Regions from separate parts of the Mus musculus genome. Here region 1 is linked to region 2. The links are chromatin contacts, called in public HiChIP or PLAC-seq maps. All regions are on one chromosome and are shown on one strand. Each heading gives the region's core, a stretch centred on a gene start, on an enhancer-like site or on the middle of the called end of the contact. The rest is flanking DNA. Distances are from core to core; before and after follow the strand shown.

The links. HiChIP or PLAC-seq counts read pairs in DNA pulled down with a chosen protein or histone mark.
Region 1: a contact with region 2 is called in an H3K27ac HiChIP or PLAC-seq map of trophoblast stem cells, with 4 times the contacts expected there. The contact joins two enhancer-like sites. A contact is called at or near these places in 1 of 15 datasets of contacts at CTCF or cohesin (embryonic stem cells), 4 of 484 Hi-C or Micro-C datasets (the N1E-115 cell line, embryonic stem cells, granulocyte-monocyte progenitors and 1 more), 10 of 115 datasets of contacts at active chromatin or transcription factors (bone marrow-derived macrophages, embryonic limb bud, embryonic stem cells and 5 more) and 3 of 9 other capture datasets (adipose tissue, embryonic stem cells and pancreatic islet).

The regions. Positions count from the first base shown.
Region 1 is chr3:97,937,994-97,940,723 of GRCm38.p6, forward strand. The region is part of intron 1 of Gm5544 (predicted gene 5544); the gene reads left to right. Among named protein-coding and RNA genes, the nearest start is that of Gm5544, 9.2 kb to the left of the region's middle. Within about 2 kb of position 1,343, at least 85 of the 459 cell types and tissues checked have an H3K27ac peak or open chromatin away from gene starts, as enhancers often do. A contact at or near this core is called in trophoblast stem cells, where this site is marked.
Region 2 is chr3:97,682,581-97,685,280 of GRCm38.p6, forward strand. No RefSeq gene overlaps it. Among named protein-coding and RNA genes, the nearest start is that of n-TQctg2, 2.5 kb to the left of the region's middle. Within about 2 kb of position 1,446, at least 39 of the 459 cell types and tissues checked have an H3K27ac peak or open chromatin away from gene starts, as enhancers often do. A contact at or near this core is called in trophoblast stem cells, where this site is marked.

The sequences.
Region 1 (2,730 bases), core at 93-2,592, 260 kb after region 2:
TACAGGAATTCTTTGGAGATTCAGTCACACTGTAGCATCTGTCTGAACTCGATTCCTTTTTTGTTACTAAATAACATTATACCGGACAGATGTGTCACACCTTATCTGTTCATCAGCTGGTGGACAGCTAGGTTGTTTCCACTCTGTGCAGACTCTGTATAGACATGTTTGCACCTCTCTGGGGCACACACCTAGGAGTGGAATTGCTAGATCGTGGTAACTCCATCCTCGGGGTTCCGAGGGACTGTCAAGCCGTTTCAAAGGGGATGCTTCCATTGTATTTTCCCACCAGCAGCAATAAGGTCTATAATTTCTTTCTCCTCAGCAGTAATTGTTTCTCTGCGTGTTTTATTGTAGTCATGGTGGCGAGCAGAGCTCTCTGACCAGGCAGGGATTTGCTTTCTGTGACCTAATGACTTATCAGCCATTTCTATAATTACTTTGGAATAAAATTATAATCTTTTGCCCATTTTTATTTGCCTCTTTATTTTGTGATGCTGGGGGTTAGACCCAAGGCCTGGTGCACTGTAGTTAATCATTCTACCGCTGAGCTACATCCCTCACTCAGTGTCCTTTCACATTTTTGATTATTTGGCTTCTTATTATTGGGTTTTGTTTTGTTTTGTTTTTTGAGACAGGGTTTCTCTGTATAGTCCTGGCTGTCCTGGAATTCACTCTGTAGACCAGGCTGGCCTCGAACTCAGAAATCTGCCTGCCTCTGCCTCCCAAGTGCTGGGATCAAAGGTGTGCGCCACCACTGCCCAGCTTGGCTTCTTATTATTGGATTGTGAATATTTCAAGTACAAACCCCATATCTGGAATGGAATTCACCAGGTTAGTCTCTAGTCTCAAAGTCACTGGGGCCTATTTCCTGAGTACTGGGATCAAAGGTATGTGCCACCTCCAGACTCCTCCTTTCTCCTTCTTGTGTCCTTCAAAGCACAGATGTGTGCAATTTTAATGAAGTTCAAGATGTCACCTGTTATTTTGTCTTTTTTATCAGCTCGTGTCTTTCTGTTATAGTGAAGATCATCACGTGACTCAAGGCTGCTTAATATTCTAAGTTGTCTAGTTCTAGCTCAGATATTCAGGTCTACAATCCACTGGGAGCTTATTATTGTGCACGATATTAAGCATTTGTCCAAATCGATTCTTTTGTACATGGATATCCAGTCTTTCCAGTGGCTTTTCATTTGTTTAAGAGACCATCCCCCACCCTGTTGAATTCTTTTGGTGCCTTTGTCAAAATTCAATTGAGCATAACTGTTAGGGCTTGTGTTTCTGTCCCGCTGATCTGAGTGTGTTTACGCTGAATAGGTCTTGACTGCTGTAGCCTGGCAGTAAGGTTTCAGATTGGGAAGCCCGAGTCAACCAGCTTAACACTGCTGCTAACACTGCTGCTAACACTGCTGCTAATACTGCTACTAACACTGCTGCTGACACTGCTGCTAACACTGCTGCTAACACTGCTGCTAACAGAGTCTCCTGCACTTCCCCCATGAATCTTAGCATTAGCACCAGTCACAGGGAGACTCTAGAATTCACCAGAAAACTGATTCTAATAAGGAAAGTGCCCACCTCATACCTAGCGTAAAATTAGAAAAGGAAAATTGAGCAGGTAGGCTTTGGAGTTGAAGGAACGACAGGCCCTTTCAAAGAGCTCCCACTGATAGAGGCTGGGAATAAAAGAGCCAGAAAGTTTAGCAAGCCTCCCGCCCCCCAGAGAGGAATGTTTGTTCAGAGAGGGCAGTTTGAGCTAGCACCAGGGGATATTGTGAAAGATAATGGAAATGGCAAAGTCCATTGATCTCCCCAGAAGGCGAGAAAGTCTGAGTAAGCAGGGCCCTCCCTCAGGCTGCTGATTGTCTCAGAGGATTCTCTTCCACCCGGGGAAGCAGCTGCTGCCTGCTTTCTGCAGCTGAAAGACAAGAAACAAGTAATAAAGAAGAAATATCCTCTGCCTTTTCCTGCCTTCCTCTGTGAACACTGTAACCTCTGTCCTGCTTTGTTAAGTTTTCCCCTTTATATGTTCCCCCAAAAAGAAAGGAGAGAGAGAAAAGAAAGCCAGAGAGAGTCAGAGAAGAGAGGGAGGAAGTTAGAGATGCCGGGGGTAGGAGAGGATTCTGAATCTCGACAAATTAAGAGACCTGGTAGGTGAGGTTTGCACAGTAGGCAACGGCACTTCGCAGTGTGTCTGATGGCTTGGGTTCAATCACCAGCACCCGACAAAGGCAAAAGGAGAGAAGCAGGTTTACTGTCGTCCTCTGACCACCACAGGATCCCTGTGGCATGAGCCAATGACCCCAGCCACAATCAATCAGTCAGCCTCTCTCTGTCTCTGTCTCTCTGTCTCTTACACACACACACACACACACACACACACACACACACACAAAGGACCCCTGACCCTACTGTGTAATATAACAAAATGTCATTAATATTATACAAACAACATCCTGTGACTGTGTAATCTAACTTCTGGAAATTTGCCCCAGAGAAATAAGATATGCAAAAGCAGGGAGTGGGGATATTAATGACAGCATTGTCTATAATCATCTGCAAGGCTGGAAATATCCAAGTCTCCAAAACAGGAGCACGTTTCATGATGCCATGGCATGTAAGAACTGTAGCCAGTAGTACTGGGCTCACAGAACTGCGTCTGTGTCCACTGCCTGGGGCCCTGTCATCGTCACGTCACCCGATGAATTGCTGTGGACTCCCAGCTAGTGT
Region 2 (2,700 bases), core at 196-2,695:
ACCGAGTCCTCTTGCTACAGGTGAAGTCTCATATCATCCATCGAGACTCAGAGGATAGTGACTGGCTTCTGCTCTGGTCCCAAATTGTGGGGTAAACATCCCGTCCCCTATGGAATCTGACCCGGGGGCCCAGATCTGAAGTAATGATACAGGCCAACTCCTCCTGAGACAAAAAAAAAAAAAAAAAAAAAAAAAGAGAGAGAGAGAACTCTCCAGAAGTTTCTGGAGCCCCTTACTTGCCCACAAGATACCTTAGGATACTGGTAGAAAAGTGTAGCCAATAGTTAGGGAAGATTTTGCATAATCCTCTGTTACAGGGTTTGGGGGACACCCTGCTCCAGAACAGACATTTCCGTTCTAGTTTGCTTTTCTGTTGTTGGGATAAAATATTCTGACCAATAGACTCTGGACATATCAAGAGTGACATTGTGTGTGCATTATTTTATGTGAGTCCCACCACTCAACAAGGTAGATATTTCCATTGTTTCCATTTAACAGAGTAGAAAGTGAAGCCTAAAAATGGGAATGGGTGGGTAGGGAAGTGGGGGGGAGGGTATGGGGGACTTTTGGGATAGCATTGGAAATGTAATTGAGGAAAATATGTAATAAAAAATATTTTAAAAAAAAGAAAGTGAAGCCTAAAGCAGTTAACTTGCCTGAGCCAAGAAGTCGCTTTGATTGATTAACAGATCTGTCCTTACTTGTCACATTCTAGAGCTGTTCACGGACGTAGGAGAGAGTTTATTTCGTTTCATAGATCATCGAGGGAAGTCAAGACATCCCTCGACTTAAGGCAGGCACTTGAAGTAGAAACTGTGGAGAAAAGCTTACTTTCTGGCTTGCTCACCTTTTCTGGTTCTTTTTTATTCAGCCCAAGCATACATAACTAAGGTATGAACCGTCATCCACAGTGAGCTGGACCCGCCTACATCAATTAGCAATCAAGAAAATTATCCACAGACATGCCCACGCACAATCCCATGTAGGCATCTTCCCAAATGGGGCTCTGCCTTCCTTGACACACTGTCAAGTTGACCACCAAGATTAGCCGTCGCAGGAGGACACTTGAAATAAGCGTGCTGGAGTCTGGAATAAGAGAGCCCTTTTCACTCCCACGGTCTGCATTCCACAAGTATAAACAACACAGTCACTTCACCAATATAATGAACACTGTAACACACGCCTGCTATGTTCTGCAAAGATGTACTGGCCAGCAACTTTCTCCATGGCGCTCTCCTGAGAACGGCATTTCACAGTAAGAGTCAGCAGCTTTGGTTTCCACTAAAGGAAAAGGCCACACTGAAATTTGAACACGGATCGCTGGACCCAGAGTCTAACATCTGCACCTTTACACCACGGAATCACAGCCCTGAGTAGCTTCTGATTGGCTGTAGATATGCAAATCCACCCCTCACCCCACCTCACCCCCGCCCTCAAGAATTTCCTCCCCAAGCACTTATCCTTGTCAGACTGGATCCAAGCAGGAGTTGTCAGATGCGGGGCTCACGCCCTCCTCCTCGTTGTCAGCATTCCTTTTATGCTCCGCCCCACAATTACCTGGCAACAGCCAGGTTCGCCTGACTCAGTATAAAAGGGGCTGCTTGCCTCTTCCTCATTCTCCACTCTCTTACCCTCTTACTCTTTTCCTTCTCAGTCCCTTCTCTCCCCATTCCCCTCCCCCCTCCCTCTCCACTGTCTCTACCCCCTCAACTCTCCTCCCCGAGGCCTAAATAAGCTCACCGAAGGGAGAAGGGGTGTCTCAGCATAGGCCCGCAGAGACATCCCCTTCCAACTCACCATACCTCGCGCTCTACCAAACATGTTCCTGGCTCTTTCTTTTTATAAAACACAACACTCACTGACTGTTCTTGTTTGTCCTTCCCAGAATGAGAACAAATACTTTTTTGGGTACGGGCGCAAAGAAGGGCGTTTTAGGCTGGTCACAAGGCCCCAACCCTTCACGTTGCTGGAGCTTTCTGTTCTGATGTAAGATTCCAGCCCCAAGTATGCCTTGCTTTTTCTTTGTAGTTGTCCACTTCCTACCCTCAAATGGCCGCTGGTGATTTTCGGTGCAGGATTTGGACTTTACTGGATTCCAATCTCCTCTATCCCCACCCCCGCCCACTAGTCCTTTTCGAGTCTTTTATCTCTGCTTCCACGTGCTTTCCTTTCTGCCATCCCCTTGTAACATTCTCCAGTGCTTCGGGTCCAGCCTCTGTCCTCCTTGACATACTTTCTTTTTGTGACAGTCCGTGTGGTGAGGTGGGGTGATAGTCAACGTAGAAAGGGCTATGGGAGAAGATGGGGAAGAATGTGTGTTCTCTTGGCCCTACCTTTTGGGTGAACCCCAAACAGGCAATGTTCTGCCAAGGAAGGCAAAATCAACTTCCTTCCTTCCTTCCTTCCTTCCTTCCTTCCTTCCTTCCTTCCTTCCTTCCTTCCTTCCTCCCTCCCTCCCTCCCTCCCTCCCTCCCTCCCTCCCTCCCTCCCTCCCTCCCTCTCTTTCTTTCTTTCTTTCTTTCTTTCTTTCTTTCTAGATTTATTTAATGTATATGAGTACACTGTAGCCCTCTTCAGACACACCAGAAGAGGGCATCAGATCCCATTACAAATGGTTGTGAGTCACCATGTAGTTGCTAGGAATTGAAGTCAAGACCTCTGGAAGAGCAGTCAGTGCTCCCATCTCTCCAGCCCCAAAAT